Regions from separate parts of the Sus scrofa genome. Here region 2 is linked to region 1. The links are chromatin contacts, called in public promoter capture Hi-C maps. All regions are on one chromosome and are shown on one strand. The core of a region is the stretch at or near the end of the contact, and the rest is flanking DNA. Distances in the headings are between cores, read along the strand shown.

Region 1 (5,444 bases), core at 972-3,471:
CTTGTGGCACCACCTGGAGTTACTTGGCCTTTTGGACATTTGGAAACTTACCTGTTTCCTTTTACTTGACTGTAATTTCTTTGAGGTGGGGCTATCTAAATAATCAATGTCTCATATCTTTTTTCTTTTTTTTTGCTTTTTGGGGCCACACCTGAGGCATATGGAAGTTTCCAGGTTAGGGGTCGAATTGGAGCTGCAGCTGCTGGCCTACACCACATCCACCGCAACATGGGATCTGAGCCACGTCTGTGAACTACACCATAGCTCATGGCAGCACTGGATCCGTAACCCACTGAGCGAGGCCAGGGATCAAACCCAAGTCTTCACGGATACTAGTCAGGTCCATTACCATTCAGCCATGACGGGAACTCCAATCTCTCATATCTTATATAGTGACTTACACATAACCTGTGTCAATAATTCTCAAATTGAGGGAGAAGAAGGGAAGCAAAATCCTTGAAGCTTGGGAGGCAGAGGCCTCCCGCAGGCTGGGCAGCCATGGCCACAAGGCTGCGTTGTAGAGCAGTGGCCTTGGAATCACAAGACCTGGGCTGCTTTCCTTTATTTACTTGCTTTATGAACTTGGGCAAATGATTAACCTTTTCAAAGCCTGGTTTCTTCATAGATAAAAACGGGACACAGTCCTGGCTGTTTCACAGAGCTGTAGAGTAAGGTAGCATCTGTGAACATACTTTATGAGCCATAAAACTGCAGGATATAAGGCATTTTAAGCTTCCCAGTGGCACCGGCACTGCAGGTGTTGCCCCAGTGTCCACTGTACTGCAGGACCAATGACTACCTCAAGCCCGCCTTCTCAGCTTTGGGTGTTGGTGGTTTTTTTTTTTTTTTTTTTTTTTTTTTTTAATCTGTCTTTTGTCTTTTTAGGGCCACACCCACGGCATATGGAAGTTCCCAGGCTAGGGATCAAATCGGAGCTGTAGCCACCGGCCTGCACCACAGCCACAGCCACGCCAGATCTGAGCCACATCTGTGACCTACACCATAGCTCACAACAACGCCAGATCCTTGACCCACTGCCCTAGGCTGGGGATCGAACCTGCGTCCTCATGGACATTAGTCAGATTCGTGCCACGGCCACGACGGGCACTCCTCACCTTTCTTTACTATACTCTCCCCGCACCTGTGGCAATTACTGGTTACTCTTATTCAGGAGGCAGTGGGCTGCATATCTGTCCCACCGCACCCAAGTCCCTCGAGGACTCGGCAGCGTGCTCGACAACTTGCTGCCTGGCCCTATCGTGGCCTCCAGTTCTCATTTTGTTGAGTGAATGAATGAGGGCTTCACCGGGCTGCAGCACCAGCTGTCTTGTGAGGCCAGTGTTCCCTAGGCTTCTTGCTGTTTAGAAAGTCTTGGTCCTGACCCCAGATCCTGACTGCAGGAGAAGCAGGAAGAAAAGGGTCCTTGTCAGGAGTTCTCTGGCTGTCTGCCTGCCACGGTGGCTGTGTCTCAGGTCACCTGCCCTGACAGTGCAGGACCAGCTTTACTTCCTCCCCTTCTCCCTTGATGTTTTCCAGAGAAATATTTCTGCAAAGACCAGACAACATTCAAGAATTTGCGGCAGGTAAGTCAGGCGGCCTCCATTTCGGGGCGTTTGATAAGCCAGCACCAGGAGTGTTATTGCGAATTTAGACTCGGACAAGCCCAGGATTCTCCCTGCAGAGACTAGGGTATTTCTTTACCTGATGGCTCCCAAGAGAGCTTTGCTCAATAGTCTCTTTCCTCCGGTTGTCATTTCCTCAAAATGAGGACAGATAAGAAATGAGGCAGCACTTGCTCAGGGTGAGGATTGTTAAGAATTCTGAGATTCCCAGAGGAGCAGACGGGCGGCTTTTTCCCCGGGAATCGTAAAGCAGGGCTGGCATCCCTGGCTGCACATTAAAATCAGCTGGGGAGCGTTTAAAAAATACCGATGCCCGGGCCGTCCCCCGGGGTTCTGACTTAATTAGTCTGGGGTGGGGCCCGACAGCCCCGTTTGAAAGGCTCCCCAGGTGATTCTAATGGGCTCTGCTGCCCCGCGACGGCTTAAGGTCAATGGTATTTAAAGGGAAGGGGCGGGGCCGACGGTTTCGCGGGTCCTGTCGGCCCCCGGGAGTCGAGTCGGAGTCGGTTGCCGCCCCAGCCCGTTTCTGGCTGAATCGAACGAAGGACGTCTTTGCTGCCAGAGCAGATGCTGCCTCTGATTCACACTCTGCTGGGTGTATAAAAATCCTCCTCTGTCGTCATCCTGCGAGAGAGCCTGGCTCTCCGCTGCGAGGATATTCTCAGAGGGCGTCATGTCTCCGAGACAGGAGCCAGCAGGCCGAGTGGAGACAAGAATGACACTTGGTATCTCTTTGGGCCCCGAGGTGGGCCGGGAGCAGAAAGCCGGAGGCTCCCTCGGCCCTCCGCTGGCTCCCTGTGCGTCAGCAAGCTGACCAGAGAGCAGCAGGGCGGTGTGGAGGGGACAGGGCCTGTCCTGTGTCAGCCTTTCCTGGGAACGCTTGAGCTGGAGGCTGAGAGCTGCTGGGGGTGGGGGGCAGGGGGAAACAGTGACCTTGGGATTTGCTGTGACATCTCATTTACCTTGGAAAGCGGGGGCCGCTGGTAACAGTCCTGCTAAGACAGAGCCACTCTAACTTTTTCGCAGAGTAAGCGCCTCCCTCCCAGTCTTTTCCCCTTGGGTTTAGACCATTTCTTCTTTTTGATTCTTGTCCCAGACTATTTCACGGATCCAAGACTTCCCAACAAGATTCACATGCAGCTAATTAAGGAGAAGAAAGCGGCTTAATTAGCAAAATCATGATGCTCAGCTGTTGAGAGAGCCCAGAAAGAATCCAGCCTCAGGGTGGGTGTTAACCTCACTTACAGACAGAGGCTTCTTTACTCCTGTGAAAATACGCACGCACCGGCTCCTCGGCCCAGGGTGTGAAAGAAACCAAACAGACGCTGCAGAGAAATTTCGTGCAAGTGTTGAGTTTTCCTGACACCACTCTGGGGAGTTGGGGGCTGTGAAGAGAGGCTCGGGGTTTGTCTGGCATGTCTGTGGCAGGGAGAGACATCCGTCTTCTTAATCCAGTGACACAGATTAAGAGGATGGAAATGGGAGTAGCTGTGGAGGAAAGAGAGGCAGCGAGATGGGGGTGGGAGGCCTTAGGATCAAGGCCTTGCGCTGAGGCTGCGGAATTCCAGCGTGGCCCTCTCCTTCTGTCCAGAGGGGCTTTTCCTACTGCTTCTGGAAAGTGTGGGGGCAGTTTGGATCGGGCGCCCCCCGCCCCAGGCAAACCCAGCTACGTGATGAGGACCATCACCCATTTCGCAGGCTCGATTTCTGAGATGGTTTTGCAGGTCGGGCTCTTTAAATGTGAGGTAGGCGGAAGCCACACTCCGGAGTTAGTAGCACCGTTTCTGTTCCGCAGGGTCATCTGGGAGCAAGAGAGCCCTGCTGCCATCAGTGTGGGTTTCCAGGCTGCCTTGGGCTGTGTCTGCTGTTGCAAAGGCTTTTAAAGATACTCATTAAAACCAGACCTTCCTGCTCTCTCTGCTTTCTTTTTACTCCGAAGGAGGAAGACATCCTTCCTGGGAGGGCTGCTCTGGCCCTGATCTGACCCAGCAGGTCGCAGGCCTGTTTCTTGGTCCGGGGCAGAGGCCTCCGCTAGGTCTGCGGGCTGTTTCCACAGGTGCCTCATCCGTGTGCTCCCTGCCTCCAGCCCCTCACTCCCAGGGCCGAGAGGGGACCAAAGAGCAGGGGCGGGGATCCTGAGAGGCCCGCAGCTGGTGGTGGTGGTGCTCAGACAAGCAGAGGCCACGTTTCTGAGGTGGCTTTCGTTTTTTATCTTACCTCCTGGGTTACTGTGCAGTGTGGACAGGTGGTGATTAACTTTTATTTCCGTAGCAGCAATAAGAAGAGGAACTGGGCTGGAAGGACAGCAAGAGAGAAAGGGATGGGACATAGAAAACCCATTCGGGGTCACGAATATTGTGAAATAAGAGCTCAGTGGGTGACTCGGAGGCGGTGGACTTTGTTCTTGTGGATTTTTAAGAACAAGCTGCCCACCCACTGGACTTTGAGCTTGGAGGCAGGAGGGTGGCCAGTTGGCCTGGAGGGGTCCTTGCCAGATCTAGGAGGCGTCGGAAGTCTTCCGTGTGCGTGTCCTAACTCACTGACTCCACTGTGGGAAGGACCTCTCACCTGGGTCATTTCACCACCGCAAGAGAAGCACCAGACAATCCAGACTCTTATTTTTATTTCCCTTATCTCTGCTCTTGTTCCAGCTACCCTCCCCACCACAGTAGTAGAAAGGGCAACAAGACGGGGCATTTGGAGGACTTTAAATATAGATAATAAGCTATGACATAGGAACCTGAGGCGTTATTTTAAGTGATTTCACAATCACACTCCTGCAGCCATGGCTCTGACAACGAGGTGTCCCTGTTTAGAAAATCCAAACGAAGCCTTCAGCCAGACACACATCTACGAAGGACCTCTGATGTGAAGAGTTCTATTAGATACTCTGGGCACCTTTCGTCAGAGAAGAGACCTGCAGCCGCGTAAGCAGAGAGCAGAGTGTTTTTCAAAATGCTGAACGCCGTGAGTGTACAACAGCTGGTGCTTGGCGAGTTTCTGGGTAAAATTAAGAAATACATTTCTTTTAAAATACATCTCGAAGCCTTCCTAAGTGAAGAATGCATTTAACACGTGGTCACAGTGCACCCTCTTTGTGTGAGACGGTGGGCGCTGGGTCCGGGCGTGAGGCAGAGACATTGTCCCCGCCCACAGGGGTTCATGGTCTGGGAGATGGGCTGCTTTTCTCTCCAAACCCTATCTGAATGGCTCACCTTTTAGACTGAAAGCTCCACCAGGGCAGGGGCCAGATCTAAAAATCGAGTTGTTTGCTATTGAGTTCACAACTCATAGCACAGCGTCTGAATCTAGTGGCTGCTCAGCATGCATTTGTTGGAGACGGAATTAGCAATCACGTGACATCGATTGCTCTCTAGACTGTCGTACAGCTCTGATGGAAGTAGGGCCACGATACAGGAGGAGGTAGAAGAAAGAACACCCACTCTGCCTGCGTGTGAGGGAAGCCTCGTGGAAACTGGTGTGTGATGTAGAGGAAGGGATTTGCTAGGAAGGCTGGAGTAGTTGGGTATCCCAGTGCTTCTGTTCTGCTGAGCAGGATGGTGGTGGCCTGCTGATTCTCAATGACCCCTTTCTTCCTTGCTTCTGGAGCAGAGGGGGCAAGTGAAGAAGGAGAGGGGAGCAGCTGCCGGATCAGTCCCAAAGCAGTGTCTGTCCCACCCACCCTTCCTGATTCATTCTCCATGTCGCAGTTAGAATGATATGTATCTATATATATATTTGGCCTCACTCACGGCATATGGAAGTTCCCAGGCCAGGGATCGAACCTGTGCCACAGCAGTGACAGGGTTAGATCCTTAACCT
Region 2 (5,105 bases), core at 488-2,987, 120 kb before region 1:
GTGGCTCAGTGGGTTAAGAACCCAATTAATATCCATGAGGATGCAGTTTCAATTCCTGGCCTCACTCATTGGGTTAAGTGTCCAGTGTTCTCACAAGCCGTGGCATAGATCGCAGATGCAGCTTGGATCTGGTGTTGCCATGGCCGTGGTGTAGACCAGCAGCTGCAGCCCTGATTCAACCCCTAACCTGGGAACTTCCATACACCGCAGGTGTGGCCCTAAAGAGAAAAATCCAACTGCAGTGGCTTAGGTTACTGGGGAGGCAAGGGTTCCATCCCTGGCCTGGAACAGTGGGTTAAAGATCTGGCATTGCCACAGCAGCTGTGGCACAGGTTGAAGCTTAACTTGGATTCAGTCCCTGGCCCGGGAACTTCCATACACGGTAGGTATGGCCATTGAAAAAAAAAAAAAAGAACTTGGGAATTCCCATTGCGGCACAGCGGAAACGAATCATAAGGTTTCAGGTTCGATCCCTGGCCTTGCTCAGTGGGTTAAGGATCCGGTATTGCCATGAGCTGTGGTGTAGGTTACAGACCTGGCTCAGATCCTGTGTTACTGTGGCTGTGGTACAGGCTGGCAGCTATAGCCCCAATTAGACCCCTAGCCTGGGAACCACCATATGCTGACAAGTGTGGCCCTAAAAAGCAAAAAAAAAGACAAAGAAAAGAACTCCACTGTGATGATGGGAAGAACAAAATGAATTTCAAATAAAGGTTAACTTCAAAATCATTGCTCCATAATGTCTGTTATCACTATACGTGGAATTAAGAAATAAATACTAGTGAATATAACAAAAAAGAAAGACGCACAGATAATAGAAAACAAACTAGTGGTTACCAGTGGGGAGAGAGAATGAGGGAGGGGCACAATAGTGGTAGGGGATTAAAAGGTACAAACTGCTGTGTATATAATCAATAAGCTACAAGTATATACTGTGTGGCACAGGAAATAGAGCCAATATTTTATAATAGCTATAAATGGAGTATAATCTTTAATAATTGCGAATCACTATACCTGACACACAATATTGTATTTCAACTATACCTCAACTAAAAAATATATATATGAATATTTTTAAATTAAAAAGCAAAAACACCCAAACCTCCAAATCATTGCAAACTGAAATGATTAATTGGCCTACTCTAATATCCAGGTCTAAATCACTGGGACCACAGTTTCTCCTACATATGCTTTTCACATACGTGGGGCATAGTTTTTAGGTAGTTGCGGTATACAAAAATAATGTTGCACAAAAATAACTGGGCTTTAGTTCCTATTACTTAATAGCTCACTTTGGTTCGGTTTCCTAATACGTGAAATAGAGAAATGAATTCATGTTCCATTTGTCTCACAAGATTGTTGGGGTTGTGGAATAAAATTACCAACGTAGAAACAAAGTTATTGAGCAAACGAGTTGTTACAATTTAAGACTGTGTTGAATCGCAGACGTCGATTTGTCCTAATATTATTGTTTTTAGAGGCCACTAAATGAAAGGAGAAAAATAAAACTTGTCCCACCTCAACAGCTGAACCTGTCAGCCACACTCGAGGCTGGGTTGGCAGCTCACGGTCCAACAGGAAACTCCTAAAAAAAGCGTAAAGGGCGAACTACAACCCCCAGCAGGCTTTGCGCCCGAAATTGCGTCATATAACTTCAGCTCCGTCCTGGGCCTAGCCCTACCCCCACAGCCCTCACCATCCAGAAACTACATCTCCCAGGAGGCTTCACGGTGTCTAACCGTCCTCTTTCACCCCCGCCCCCTGCCTCCCCATAGCCCGCGCCGGCAGCTCGGTGGCCAACTCCGGTCCCGCGATCGGCAGAGCGAGCGCGCGCGCCGGAGGTCGCGCGGCTGCTGAGAAGGGCGAGCACGCGCGGAGGGAGTGGAGGCGTAGCGGGGTGGGAGTACAGCTCGCTCAGCTCGCAAGATGGCGGACGAGGACGGGGAAGGGATTCACCCCGCAGCCCCTCACAGGAACGGAGGTGGCGGCGGCGGTGGAGGGTCTGGGCTCCACTGCGCCGGGAACGGCGGCGGGGGAGGCGGCGGCCCGCGGGTCGTGCGCATTGTCAAGTCCGAGTCCGGCTACGGCTTCAACGTGCGGGGCCAAGTGAGCGAGGGCGGGCAACTGCGGAGCATCAACGGGGAGCTGTACGCGCCGCTGCAGCATGTGAGCGCCGTGCTGCCCGGGGGGGCGGCCGACCGGGCCGGGGTGCGCAAGGGGGACCGCATTCTGGAGGTGTGAGTATCCGGGCTGCTCACCGCCCCATCCCCTCCGCCTGTCCCTGCATTTTCCTTCTACCCCTGTCACCCTCAGGCCGCACCTCCCCGCAACCGCCGAACCGGCCCTCCGGACCCCCGCCTCTCCATGAGGCTTGACCCTTTTACCTCCCCACACCCTGGGTTTCTGGGACCCCCACCTCTCTCCCTGTAATCTCCGGTGTGTGTCCCGTTGCCCGTACTGCTTTTACCCCTGCCCCCATTCCTTTGGTTTCCTTTCTGCCCCTTTGCCTTCCCCTTTGGCATGCGGCTTTCTGCTCCTCGGTGCCCCTCGCTTTCCTCATATTGACTCTCTTCTGCTTCTAACTGACAGCATTTCCTTTTCTGACCCAGCCACAGTGCCTCCTCCCTAAGTTCTCATCCTGAGCATCGTAGTTTCTTGTTCTCCACCACTCCTTTCAGCCCCCTGGACCGTCCCCTCTCCCCTCTAGAGCAAGTAGGCGGGACCTTTGGTCGCTCCTACTCCCCGCCCCCCGCGCCCCCCGCAACAACGTCCCTCCACGCCGCACTCTTTTTCTTTTCTTAGTTACCCTCTCCTTATGGTTAAGCACTCCCTGTATTTTTCTGTCCTGCTGTGTGCCCCTTTCCTCCCCTTCGTGTTGTATTCGTACTCCGAGAATACCTTCTTTTCTGCCCCCCCCCCAAATGATGGTGTCGTCTTTGACATGATAGTTTCTCTCCACCGTAATTCCCATATTACACCAGGATTTTGACTCTAGGGTCTCCATCACTACATCCCTCTGAGAGCATCCCTGTTCTGGCCCCTGTCTTCACTCTTGCACCATACTCATACTTCTTTTGAGTCAGGTTTAGAGTAGAGCTCTCCTTAGCTCCTTGCTTCCCCCAAACTGTGACCCTCTTTTGGGTCTTTGACTTCCCCCTTTTTCAGGGCAGGCCATTTTCATTCTCTCTCCTACTCTGTTCTCTTGTTATCTCGTGCTTGACTTTATCCTATTCTTTCTCTCTTATAGGTTCCTTGCCCTTCCTTCTCTTTTTAGGCCCCTTCTGCTGCTGCAACCCATCGTCTTTCCTTGCTGCAGTCCCTCCCCCTTCATACTCCTTCATCCTTACTTGCTCACTGCATCCCTTAAAGCTCTGGCAGGATGCTGCCTTGTCTTGCAATTTCTTTGCAGACCTCCCTCATGTCTTTAATCCAGGTGTTACATTTGTGTTTTTATACTTTGCATTAAGATTTATACAGTGATTGCTGATTGACTGCTAGGTGGTATATCCTCTCATTGTCTCCATTATCCTCAGCAGTCTTCAATCCTGGATCTCTCTCCTTCCTGACTCTGTCTTGCATATTCTTTTTTCACTCTTATGCCCTCTCCTTCAGTGCTTGGATTTGTCCTCATAAAATCTCTCATTTTTTATAAATGTTATTTTAATCATAATTTCCATAACCTTCAGTCTTTCCTCTAGTAGAACAGTAGGTTTGATCAAGGTTTCAAGGGGATAGTATTTTGAAGGACCCGTAGAGGAGTCCATCCCGTCTTATTCAGCTTATGCCACCTACCCTTATTCTAGACATTCTTACTCTGTGGTATCCATTCGTTCTGTTTCCTCTTATCTTTTACCTCAAGAAAAAGTAGCTCACCAAAGTAAGTGTTTGGAGCAATTATGCCTTTCCTCTGTCCTTTCTGTAAATAGATGCGTTCTTTTTCCATTGATGTCCTACATACTCTTTTTCTGGTACTCTCTGGCAATGTATTCTTTATCTTTTGGGGGTCAGGGAATTCAGATATGGAATGCAGTAGTGGCCTTTTGCTTCATACCTGCGCATCTAATTCTTTTCTTCATCATAAAGTTCTAAATCATTTATTTTTTACTGGAGCTGAAGGAACTAAACTAAAATAATTCTGTAGAAAGACAATAGCTAACATGATCAACCATTTTATATATATATATATATGTGTGTGTGTATATATATATATATATATATATATATATTCAACTAACATAGTTGGTGGCTTTTTGTCTTTACTAGGGTTTTTGCAGCAGAGTCCACCTGTAAACTAGGTACCATAAAGGAGACCTCAGATGATTCCCTAGTTAGGTAAAAGGACTTGCCTCGGGCCCAGGTTCCAGTCTAGGTCCATTCCTCCTTCTAGAGAAAAGACATCACATTTTGGTACATCCTTGGTGGTGAGTAGAGATGTTCTTTCTTTTAGTGGGTAGGCAAAAAGAGCACTTTTTGCTTAGAGAACCTTTCTCCAGAAGGTTGTGATGCTCAGACATCTTCCTGGCTTTGATTTCTCACCTTCCACCTGTATTTTGATTTCCAAATTCTTTGAAGTTTCTCTACTACTCCAGGGAAAATAGTGATGTTACAACCCAGAGCGTAACTAGTTGGTAAATTCTTTGGGTCCTCAACTGTACAATTTCTTTCTCTTTCCTTCCCTTCTTCCAAGGTCTACATCTCCTCCTTAGGTTTTCAAGTGAGAGGCGGAAATCAGACACCAAACAGACACAGTTCTTGAGGGATGTGTGTCTGCTGCTTGTTTTGATTTTGGTTAAATTGATGCTGATTTTCCTAAAGCATTCTTTAGGCAATACTTTTCCTTAAGTTAACCTCTCTGTTGCCCCAGGAAAGTGTTGCATATTGCTGGAGTGTCAAGTCGGGTCAGGGTGGGCATATATAGATTATTACTGTGTAGATGTAGTTTGTATTGAGTCATAGGTGGATGCCCCTTGATAATTGTTGTTTAGGACCTTTCCCTGTTTTAGACGCTTTCCTCCAATACAAATTGTTTTATTCCAGTTTTCATATATTGCAGTCGTTTGAACAGCTGGTCAAGGTTTGAAAGAGTAACATTGAGATTTAAGAGA

Evidence for each region. Promoter capture Hi-C pulls out the DNA fragments that hold promoters and counts their contacts.
Region 2: a promoter capture Hi-C map of fetal liver shows a contact between it and region 1, with 2.7 times the contacts expected there. The contact joins the promoter of SNX27 here to the enhancer-like site in region 1. A contact is called at or near these places in 2 of 5 promoter capture datasets (fetal liver and liver), 20 of 47 Hi-C or Micro-C datasets (alveolar macrophages, blood, embryonic fibroblasts and 10 more) and 1 of 2 datasets of contacts at active chromatin or transcription factors (skeletal muscle).

The regions. Positions count from the first base shown.
Region 1 is chr4:97,496,753-97,502,196 of Sscrofa11.1, reverse strand. RIIAD1 (RIIa domain-containing protein) reads left to right here. Exons shown (of 5, transcript NM_001159765.1): 3 at 1,537-1,583; 4 at 2,719-2,846; 5 at 3,418-3,522. The coding sequence ends at 2,789. Among named protein-coding and RNA genes, the nearest start is that of RIIAD1, 8.2 kb to the left of the region's middle. Within about 2 kb of position 2,221, at least 28 of the 83 cell types and tissues checked have an H3K27ac peak or open chromatin away from gene starts, as enhancers often do. A contact at or near this core is called in fetal liver, mesenteric adipose tissue, omental adipose tissue and 2 more, where this site is marked.
Region 2 is chr4:97,617,448-97,622,552 of Sscrofa11.1, reverse strand. It overlaps SNX27 (sorting nexin-27), which reads left to right and starts at 1,737. Exons shown (of 12, transcript XM_003125761.6): 1 at 1,737-2,237. The coding sequence starts at 1,927.